Linked DNA regions of Anas platyrhynchos: region 1 is linked to region 2. The links are chromatin contacts, called in public Hi-C maps. All regions are on one chromosome and are shown on one strand. Each heading gives the region's core, a stretch centred on a gene start, on an enhancer-like site or on the middle of the called end of the contact. The rest is flanking DNA. Distances are from core to core; before and after follow the strand shown. Region 1 overlaps NLRC5 (NLR family CARD domain containing 5). Region 2 holds the start of CETP (cholesteryl ester transfer protein).

Evidence for each region. Hi-C and Micro-C count contacts between places; a contact is called where the count stands out from the background.
Region 1: a Hi-C map of subcutaneous adipose tissue shows a contact between it and region 2, with 2.1 times the contacts expected there. The contact joins the enhancer-like site here to the promoter of CETP in region 2. A contact is called at or near these places in 3 of 8 Hi-C or Micro-C datasets (liver, skeletal muscle and subcutaneous adipose tissue).

Annotation. Positions count from the first base shown.
Region 1 is chr12:11,556,628-11,562,023 of IASCAAS_PekinDuck_T2T, forward strand. NLRC5 (NLR family CARD domain containing 5) reads left to right here. Exons shown (of 48, transcript XM_013099982.5): 31 at 327-410; 32 at 495-578; 33 at 1,195-1,281; 34 at 1,904-1,984; 35 at 2,568-2,651; 36 at 3,047-3,130; 37 at 3,803-3,886; 38 at 4,513-4,596; 39 at 4,689-4,772. Among named protein-coding and RNA genes, the nearest start is that of CPNE2, 14 kb to the right of the region's middle. Within about 2 kb of position 3,699, at least 2 of the 8 cell types and tissues checked have an H3K27ac peak or open chromatin away from gene starts, as enhancers often do. A contact at or near this core is called in subcutaneous adipose tissue, where this site is marked.
Region 2 is chr12:11,513,267-11,518,825 of IASCAAS_PekinDuck_T2T, forward strand. CETP (cholesteryl ester transfer protein) reads left to right here and starts at 1,426. Exons shown (of 16, transcript NM_001310834.1): 1 at 1,426-1,582; 2 at 2,333-2,453; 3 at 3,191-3,325; 4 at 3,854-3,924; 5 at 4,936-5,023; 6 at 5,124-5,193; 7 at 5,399-5,459. The coding sequence starts at 1,426.

The DNA of each region.
Region 1 (5,396 bases), core at 2,449-4,948, 46 kb after region 2:
GTCTCTTGTCTGGATGACCACAATCTTAGGGTGTTCTGTGGTGTATCTGCTTGGTGTCACTACAGTCAGTGGGTTCAGTCACAGGACAGGGTGCTACAAAAAGCTGCACCATTAGGATGCATGTTATGGAGGCCCCTGTGTCAGCACATGCAACAGGTATTTTTGAAGTGTTGCCAGAATTGTTTTGGAAGACCTGTGAGGCATTTGAAGTTTTGGTATGATCCTTCTTTTTATGTGAGTAATGGTTGTGGTACCTGAGATTTCTGGGTCAGAAAGCCTGGATTGTTCATAAGGAACTAAGACCATTCTCTTTTGCATCCTTTCAGCCTCACAGAGTGCAACTTTCAGGCAGAGCACTTGGAAAAGCTATGGTTAGTCCTGGAAAAGTGCACCAGTCTGACAGAATACATGTGAGTTAACGGCTGATTAAAAGCTTGCTTGGACCCATTGGGCTTGTTTGTAAGCTGTTCATTATAATGATCTTTTTTTTCTAGATCCTCAAGTAACAACCTGACAGTGCATGCTGCAGAGAGGCTTTTACATTCATTGAGGAAAACTTCAGGTCCTCTAAAAATCAGGTACAGTGTCCCTGTGCTGTTTTAGATATTAATATGGGACTGGTCTGATAATCTAAGATGTGCTTTCATCAAAAGTAACAGTGAACTGTACTTCTTCAAGAGACAGGTTGTGTTAGCCTGAGAAATTCCCATGGATGACTCTAAGTTGTTTGTATTTCAGCTTTATCTCCTTGATTCATTACTAAGCATCATGTAAAGCTGCGGCCACAAACTGTGCTGTTTTTGTAGACTTTTACCTGCTTTACAAAGAAGGGTTCTAATTCTGTGTGAACACTTTCATACCATGATCCTAACCAAACCTCACCAGAGCATCCTACAGTTCAGCTGGGTAACAAGTTCTTTACTTCTCCCAAAATGTGTTTTCTTAGAGCCACAAGGGCAAGGCTCCTTCTCATTGCTGTCAGTGGTAAGCATACAGAAGAGAAGTTTGCATCCTCCTCCACAGGGGCTGCTTCTCCTCTGTTCTCCGTTTGCATCCTGTTTCCTATGTACACATTACTTTGATGAGCAAAGAGTCCCTGCTGTGTATATTAGACTGCTGAGCACTCAGCTGACGGAGGCAGAGAAGGATCTGTGCATGTGAATAAAGCATAGCTGTCTGTTTTGTGCTTTACAGCATAAAAGAGCCATGGGTATGTAAAAAAAGTGTCATGAACCTTCTTGAGCTGGCTGTCCAGGCCTGTGGAAACATTACTGCAATCACGTAAGTAGCACCTCAAGTTCTGGTATCTTTTAGATATTTTAATTTAGCCTGGGACTTGTAAAGAAACAGTATTGAAGCCAGCACTTCAACTTACTCTTGTTCTCTATGCTCTGACGCCAGTGCATTTGTAAGCCATTAACCACCTTAAGTTGACTTAGACCCAAATGCCTGGAAGGTTGAAGTTCTTACAAAGTTTGTGGTCACACAGCTTAGAGGTTCAGTGGAAAGGAGGCCCTGTTCTTGGTCTCCCTTGGGAGAGGGGATGTCCAGATATGTAGTTTGTATTGGGCACAGAGAATTCATGCAGCAGAGGTGTGCTCTCCCCATCACAGAAAAAGCTGCTGACCGAGCTTGTGGTGTACTTGAACATCAAAGGATCCAGTCACAGAACAGGGCCATAGGAAGCAGCTCTGTGACCTATGCTGCCCATGGACTGGCTCATTTACAATTAGAGGCTGTTTTTTTAGTTTAAACATTGCAAACCTGTTTGGAAATGCATGGTTAGCATTCATATAGCAGCATAGTCTTGTCCCATCCCGTGCTCTGTTTTTCTTCTTTAAAACATGATTTGCTCCCTCAAGAGTGCACAGGTTTATGATGTTCTCTAATCTCTATCTTCCAGGATATGTAAAGATAAAAGCCTCTTCCAATTAGGCGTAAGCTTCCCATGCTGCCTGGAGAAGGTGGAATCAGTCGTTAGCAGGTGAGAAAGCATCTATTTGTCATTTTCCACTTGTTCTGCTGCTCACCATGGGATGAAAAATATCTTCAGAGTGTCTGAGGCTCTCATCTCCATACATTCAGTTTCAGAACACCTCTATGGTGTTCAGAACACCTCTATGGTGTTCTGAAAGGCAGAGGAACCTTATTTGTGCACACGTGATTTGCAGGACACCCATACTGGAACTACTTAAGGCTATAAAAATCTTCTATCTTCCCTGCAGGACCAGGGGTGCTTGCTCAGAAGACTTGAGCACTTCAGAGACCGTTACAACATGCTGGTTTCTGCATGAACTTGTAGGACAAGAACAGCATCAGTGTCTTCTTCCCTTTGTGTAGCTGAAGAAGGCAGCACTGATCTTGTGCAGTTGGGGAGGGCTGTGTTTCACTGTGCTAGACTGTGGTGTAGACAAGACACAGGAGAGTCTGGAGAGGGCATTTCCCAAGCCCTGATCTGTTCCTAAGCTTGGCCATAAAGGGCACCAGCTGCTGCAGTGGGAAGGCTGTGTATAACCATGGGAATTGCTGATCATCCCTGTTAACTTGTGTGTGTTTGTAACCTGCAGATTGAATCTCCATGAGCCAGAAATCAAGCGTGCTTGCTTCTATCAAAGGGTTCTTGAAAAATGCATCCAGCTTCAGGAACTGAGGTGAGTTGCCAGGCATCACAGATGATTTTTGGGGGAAGAGAGTAGCTTTTCTTTTTCTGTTTGTGAGGGCACACAGTGGGTCGGGGAGAGGCCAGTGCAAGGTAACAGTCCCTACCCTCTGGATCCCCTACCTTGAGTGTTTGAATGGGAAACAGAAAAGACCCATAAACCTCATGGTTTCCTGGGGTATCCCGTGAAGGCATCTAAATCTCCCCTGTAACCAACTAATCTGTGCTCTCCCATCATGACTGGGAGATACACTGGGACCATGTCAAGTGTCAATATCTTGACAATTCTTGAGTGTCCCAGCACTGGGGTGCTTTAGCTGTAGGCTTGGTACAAACCTTTTGTCACCAGTGGATCATCAGCTCAGATCTGTTGTTCTGTTCTTGCAGATGGTCTCATGTTGAACTCCACGATGATGACACAAAAATTCTAGTCACAGTTTTGCTACCTCTTCCAAAGCTGAAGAAGTTTGAGTATGTCCCCATCTGTGGTCGCTTCTTTATGCTTTATGGTTTGCTCAGCCCTGTGCGTCTGACCCTGATGCTCTCTGAATCGCTTTTTCTGGAATATGGCCATGAGCTTTGTGATCTCTGCTGCGCTATGTCTAGCTTGTGAACTCAACAGCTCTGTGTAGCCTGTGTTGTGAGTGGTTGTAGAGCCATCATTTGCATGTTTCAAGGTTTTCCTCTTTTCCTTTTGGCAAATGAAAGTGGCTTAAGATGGAGACCTTGGCTTTTGTTTACGTTGTACGTAATTTTATACTGCCCTACTATGTAAAAGATTTTTCTGGTATGAGTATCATTCAGTCCTTTTCACAGCCCTCTTCAACTGTCTGCTGCAAGTTCATAAATGAGAGGCAAGCTTATAAAGGGTATCTCTGTCCAGTAGAATGCTGGGGGGATTGGTTAGCCCAGAGATGGTCTGCACGTGTATATCCTGTGTCTTAGAGATCTCTCTGAACTACCCACTCCTCATAGTCCTGTACACTGGAGATGGGGAATTCTCTCCAAACTCATTGGTCCCTGATATTGGTCCCTCTGCTGGCCAGAGTTTGGAATGGGACAGCAGGCTTGTCAGTGAAGTAAACTCCCTTTTCTCGCTGTGCTGAGAACTGACCTTCTTATCTAATCTTCGCTATTTCTCAGGCTGACCTCTTGCAGTATTATGCCAACTGGGATTGATTACTTGATCACAGGCTTGCAGAAGTGCCAGGCCATTGAAGAGCTCAGGTGAGTGTACCAGGCTGTCCAGTGTCTGCCAGGTCTTTCTCAAAGCTGTAGTTAAACTACACACTCTCCTGTTTGTACTATGTACAGACATAGTTTTCTGTATGGCTAGAGGACTTCAGATAGGGAAAAAGCAACAACACCCTTTTATATGCAGTGAAGGATGGATAGGAGAAACAGAGATCAGTGGTCTGGGGCAAGGAACATCGAGTGAAGAAATCAAGTGTTTTGGTAGCTGGTATTTGCTGGGAGGCAGTGATTCCAGCGTGGCAGTTCCAGAGCTAACAGTTTGCTCCTGGAGGATGATCTGGTGGCCTGCATGCAGAAGTGGCTTTTCCAGGCACCTACATGTGAGGCATCCTTCTGTTACAAAGCGCCCCTGGACCACAAGGGCTTTGCCATATTGTGGGCACGGTGGCACCCTGCTCCAGAGATTTAGGATTCTTGGTGTTTTATCAGCATCCAAAAGCATCCAGTAGAATTGTTTTAGGGAACAAAATTGAAAACTACTCACAAGGACTAGAATACACTCCTATTTCTCTTTGCCCTTGTACTGCTGTCTTCTGTTCTAAATGCTTTCATAGCTGCCCGTGGGTAATTAGTTGTTCCTGTGTTATTTTGTCTTTTAGCCTGGGCCACATGAAACTCAGTGATGCGGCCATTCCTATGCTTGTGCTGGGCCTCTGTAAAATGCCATCTCTGAAAAGGCTAATGTAAGTATGTGACTGCAGCTCACCTCTAGCCCATCTTCTGGTATTGAATAACACGAGCTTGATGTCCTTTCTCCTGGGGATGTCCTTTCCAGCTTGAACCATAACAGTATCGGTAATGATGGTTGCTCCAGACTCGCAGAAGCCTTGAGGAACATGCACTGCATGGAAGAAATCAAGTAAGTTCTGTCTTTCTTACAATCTCACATCAGCAGAGTGGTGACCCCTAGTGACAACATTTGGAGAGATCCAGATGTGCTCATACACGATGTAGTGAAAGCAAAGAGGTTACAAAATGCTCATGTATGAGGTAGCTGGGGTTTGAGGTAAATCAGAGCCTGATGTTGGGAAGGTGAGAGTTTGGTCTAATGTCATTCTGCTGCAGTTACATAGAAAATGTGTTAAATTTAGCATCTGGGTTTAAATATTTTCTGAAAACCCTGTTTAGAACAGGGCCGGAGTCCCCCTTTTCTCCTGAGAGAACCTCAAACCAAGCTGTTCCCTGTTCTGAAAATATCTGAATCTAGAGCCAACCCCAGGCTTGCTCTGCTTTTTTGACCCCCTTCTTTCTACCCAGGTCCTGTCCCTCCTCGACCGTAGTGGTTTGGAAGATTACAGCCAGCTGTGTTTTGGGATTCTGGCTGAAGTAATTTTCTACCCATTAGCAAGATCTAGTGATTTTGATTGCTGTTTGTAGTTTTTTAATGCCTCATTAACAGCTTCAAGTCTTTCATGAGAGAGTTAAGACAAGCAGCTCTTTTATTCTCCTGTCAAAGTCAGAGCTATCATCCAGCAGATGGGAG
Region 2 (5,559 bases), core at 176-2,675:
CTGTAGGTGTGGAGCAGCTGGGCCTTCCTCTGCCAAAAGCTCAGCCGAGGATGCAGGCGGTGTGCTGCTGTCACATCCGACAGCTGAAATCACCTCTGATGGTTTAAGTGTCTCGATGCTGAAGGATTTTGCCACAGTGTGGCTGGAGGAACCTCCCTGTGCCAGCCTTGGCCGCTGTCCTGGTGTCCCCCAGGGCTGCTGGGGAGGCCGTGAGCTGAAGGACAGAAGCCAGAGCCACAGCAGGAGGACAGTCTCTTGAATCGAATTGACACATGAACACGGGAGCTCACCTTGTGATGGGTCCGTGCCTGGTGCAGCTTTGGTTCCCTGTTTATAACACGGTGGCCGGGAGCCTGTCCCAGGCCGCCGTGCTCCTGGGCTGCTTGGTGACCGCGAGTGCCTCCGGCAGGGTACCCAAGGCCGTTCACTTTCTCAACTCAGGAAGAAAACAAAGTGGCAGGGCGGGGGCCGCCGGACAGCAGGGCTCCCCGGAGGAAACGTGCTCACCCGCTGCGGGAGGACGAGGTGTCCGCCAGGGAGAGGACGGAGGCCGGTGCCTTGCCTCACCCAGGGGTGCTGACCGCTCCCCGCAGCGCTGAGGTCTCACCTTCCCTTTGCCATCCATCCTGTGGGGAAGCTGCTTTGTGGGAGTCTTACTAAGGAAACAACCAGGCTCTTTTTTTTTTTTGGCCCTGGATCTCATTTTGTGGTTGGCCCCAGCACCACAACGAGGTTCGGAGTCTGTGGTGTGCAGGGTGGGTGTGCGCAAGGAGCAGATTTGAATTGTGGGTTTTTGAGGTTTCCTAAATAGCAGCTGAGGAGCCAGGTGCATGATTCATCCTTACCTGAAAGGCAGCAAACTAGAGGCAGTCCACAAATCCCTCTGAGGGGCAGAAAGCCTCAGCCCTGTGCTCACAGAGCGCTGCAGGGATGTGGTCTCAGCACAGCGTGCCTCCATTTCCCCACTGTGTGCCTAAAACCAGGGGGTGAGGGGTGGCTGATGACACAGGCTGGTGTCTTTCCAAGTGCACTTTGCTGAGACGTTGCTGCGGGAGTACAAAACGTGGAATGCTTCTGTGCCAAGAGCAAATGATGAACTGAGCGTGGGGCTGCTCCCTTGGCTTCATCCCACCCCAGCTCCGTACCCAGCCTTCCCCAGCACCCCGACGCAGCGTCCCCCGAGCTCTGCAGTCTTGGCAGGAGAGCCACGTCCTGCAGCCCAAGCGCCAGCTGCGGGAGGAAGGCAACGTGCGACTTGACGGGGGCTGAGGAAGCTATAGGCAGATTAGGAAATGTGTGATGAGTTTTGATAACCGGAGGAAGCAGGTCATGTCCTGCTTTGAACGAGCTCCGCTTGGAGGTATGAAAGCAGCCTTGGCCGGGAGGGAATCAGTCACTTCTCAGCGCGCTCTGCTCCGTCTGGGGATGCTCTGGGCTGGCAGGATGAGGCTGGGATCTTCTGGGATCTTCGTCGGGATCTTGCTAGTGCTCGTCCACGCAGCAGCAGCCTGTGAGTTTGGGCCAGTCCCTGACAGAGCCACGGGGATCGTCTGCAGGATGACCAAGCCCGCGGCGTTGCTGTGTAAGTGCCCGCCATGCGGGACTGCGTTTTCCCCCTCCGTCAGAAGGTAGTGATGGCAGATCGGCCAGGTGAGGGGATTTCTTGCTTCCCTGGCTCTCGTGGAAACTGCTCTTCTGGCAAGGTGTGCTGCTACCTGCCTGGGGGGTAGGGATGGTGCCCAGGCTGGTGGGACGGAAGATCTGGAGCTAACCAGTGATGGACATTTTGCCTCTTGGGGATCAGTCTGCAGAAGGGGAGAAGTGAGGTTTCACTGCTGTTTTTTTTCTTTTTTTCTTCTCTTTTTTTCCCCCTCTGTTTATTTGTTGTTGCTGTTTTTACAAGGGCTTGGGGGCTTTGTGGGTGGGGGAAGAATTTCTGCAAAAGGTGGACTCAGCTCTATCCCATCCTCTCTGATGATAGTGCAGGAATAAGAGCGGGTATTTCTGGAAGGAAAAATGCCTGCCCAAAACTCATCCCCTGGCCTGAGGCTGGTACAGGCTGGATAATTTTAGGAAAATGGGTGCAGAAAGTTCAGTCTCAGAAGCTTTTCTTTGGAGCCCCAGCAGCTGCCGGTAATCTCTGCAAGCAGCAACAGAACAAAGCCCAAGGGTAAAGTCAATGGCTTGTGCAGCACAAAGACAAGAACAGCTTTGACCTTGCCAAAATCTGCCCCGATGGCACAGATGTGGCGTGTGCTTTAATCCCAGGTGCAGACCTGATTCTGCAGCTCGAAGGGACTGCACTTCAGTTATCTTTGCTCTTTTCTTCCACCGACAGTGAACCAGGAAACAGCACAGGTCATTCAAGCAGCCTTCAGGAATGCCAACTTCCCAAATATCACCGGGGAAAGGTCCGTGCGGCTCCTTGGCAAGGTGGCTTACGGGCTAAGCAAGTGAGTATCGCTGGGGCACCGCGGGCTGGCGGAGGGCAGGGAATGGTGGCCTGGGAAGGGAGCTTTGGTCCAGTAATTACTTGAGAAAGCAAAGACAGAGATGCACTTTCTTATCCAGGCCTTTCAGACAAGTCATTTCCACGTGAAGGTTTAGGCTGTTCGTGCGTTTTTTTGGAGAGCTTTTCCAGCTCCCTGGGAGGACAGCGAGGAAGCAGAGAAGAGCAGGTCTCTGAAAAGCAGGACAGGGAGTGCGGTCCTGGGGCTGGAAGGGGCTGTCCAGCTCTCAGGGCTGTTGTCGATAGGTGGTGCCAAGGGCTCGTCCTTGCTAGAACACCCCTCAGCACAGGACCTGCTTGGTGGCAAGGACAGCTGGGTTTCACCGTGTTACCAACAGGGGGATTATTTGGAAATGACAAATGCAATGATGCAAACACGGGGTAGATTTCCTGCTGTGACTGCTACTGGAAAAAGAAGAGCACTACAATAAAACAGAGGTTTTTACACAGCACATTGCTGTGTGTTCCCAGCTTCAAGCGTTCAAGTGATCCCTAAATGTGTATGGAAGTGTGTAGCAGGGGAGGAGCTGTGCACCGAGGCTGAGCTCCCTGGTGCTTCCCAGAGCTGGCACAAATCCCACAGAAACCTCAGGAGCAAACCTGTTGCACCCAGTCATAAAAAGTGCCCACCGGGAACAATTCTTTTTTTTTTTTTTTTTTTTTTTTTTTTGTCATTTTTAGCATCCAGGTCAACGATTTGTCCATCGAGCAGAGTGAGGTGGAGCTCAAGGAGAATGATGCCATTGACATTGCCATTAAAAATGTGACGGCCGTCTTCAAGGGCACCCTGACCTACGGCTATGCTGGGGCCTGGTTGTAAGTACCCGGGGGCTGAGCACCGCAGCCCTGGATCCTGCCACTGCCCCCAGGCCAAGGCAGCCCACAGCGTGGGTGAAGGTAGAGGGGCCGTGCTCTTCTGGCTCCCTCGCAAAGGGAGCCTGAGCAAGGCAGTATTTTATACTCCAGCAGTGCTGCTTGCCCCCATCGCTCTTTTTCTCATGTCACTTTTTGCCTCTCTGTCCTCACCATTGCCTCTTGCACGAGATGAAAAGGCTAAAATGTACCAGCTGACTTTTTCCCTCCCCGTCGTTGCTCTGTAAATGTTATCTGCGTGCAGTACAAATGGTTTTAATGCTCCCGTTCTCTTAAGTGGTGGCTTGCAATGGTTTAAAGCCGGATTATCTGAGGCGGGCTGCTGCGTGCCAGGGCTTTGCACACTGTGGTGCAAGGAAAGATGTAAAAGGTGCTGCGAAAGAAACCTGCCCTGTGGCTAGAGTGCAGTCAGGAAAAGCTGCTCCCACATGCGTGTGCCATTGATGACTGTCCTCTCTTCTGCCCCTACAGTCTACAGCTTTTTCATTCAGTTGATTTTGAAATCGAGTCTTCCATCGACCTGCAGATAAACATTAAACTGAGTAAGTAACAGCTGGGAACCACGAGCCATAGGGACCTTTGCACAGTTGTTTCTACCCAAGCCACAGCTGGGGCTGGGAGTGGCAAGCAGGGGCTGGCTCCGTGCACCTCGGTGGGGACCAGGTGGCACCTGCCTCTGCCACCCTGCACACCGGGCTGGAGCCAAGCTGGCCCTCAAAATGCTCGTAATCCTAACAGCCCGAGAGCAGGGAGCTGGTACAAACCATTTCAGCAAGGTAATGCTGGGATGCACCAGCAGAAAGTGAAAGACTGCCTGGCCTTCTGGAGTGTTCAGGATCAGCCATTCATCTCCTGCAGTTCAGGATGACTTGGAAAAAATAAAAAATAAAAAAAAAAAATGGGATGTTTCAAATGAGTTTGCCAAATTATGGCTTTGTTGCAGGAGGCTTGCACATCTGTGCAGTCTGCTTTTCCAGCTGTCCCTAGGTCAGGCCCAAGGAGTGCTCAGGGGAATGAAGTGTTGTCTTTGGGAAGGTTGATAGTACAGGGCTTCCACCAAGGGGAACAGGCAATCCATACTCCTCCGCCTCCCATAAGGAGTGAGAGGGATTTGGATTGCTACATGTGCATCAAAATGCGTCTCCTGTCTCTGGTAAGCTCCTGGGGAAAGCAGCATGAAGCCACACATATTGCAACATATTGCAATTTCCAAACTTTTTTTGCAATATGACTTAACCTGCCCCCTGCCCCCTGGTTGTGGGCAGCATGCAGCTGGCCAGGTCCTGCCGAGTGATGTTAGGACACAACCAAGTCCCTGACTGCAGGACTTGGCAAAGCTGTGCTGGACTCTGGGAGCTGTGAGCAGAAGCCTCCCTCTGCGTGCAAAGTGTCCCCACCTGCCCCTGCTCTGCAGGGTCCCAGATCTTTTGGAAACCTCCAGCAGGAGGTGCAGGGAGCTCTGGCAGCCCTCCTGCAGCTCCAGGTCAGCGCTGTCTCGGCACTGTCCTGGGAGTACGCCAGCCACCTCTCTTCTTTTTCCTTATCCCGTGCAGTGTGCCAGGAGGACCAGGTGGCTGCTGATGCTTCAGACTGCTACCTCTCGTTCCACAAACTGACACTTCACCTCCAAGGAGACAAGGAGTGAGTCTGGTCCCCTCCAGAACAGGGCCTCAGGTGCTCAGCCCCAGGTCCTGCTGCGGGACCCGGGGCTGTCCCTGACCACGCTCGCTGTCTCCCGCAGGCCGGGCTGGTTGAAGCAGCTCTTCACAGATTTCATCTCCTTCACTTTGAAGTTTGTTCTCAAGAGAGAGGTAATACGGAGGAAAGGTCGGTTTGTGCTACATCTTTCTCTGTTCGTATGCCTGTAAGATAACAACAACACACTTAATGAGAAATAAGAAAGGCAAAAAGGCTGTGCTGATGGTGCAGACCCTGCCTGCCAGCCCCCAGATCTCGCTGCCACGTCCAGCTCTGCCTCACCTTCCCCTTCAGTTTTTCTTTTCTTTCCTCTTGTAGGTGTGCAATGAGATCAATTATCTTGCCCAGGTGCTGGCCAATTATGTCCATGACCTAGCAGGTAACTGGCCTTGTTTTTCTGCTTGCTTTCTTTGCACATTGCTCTTAACGTCCGAGCCCCAGCAGGGCAGGAACCACATCCACCAAAAAAATGTATTGAA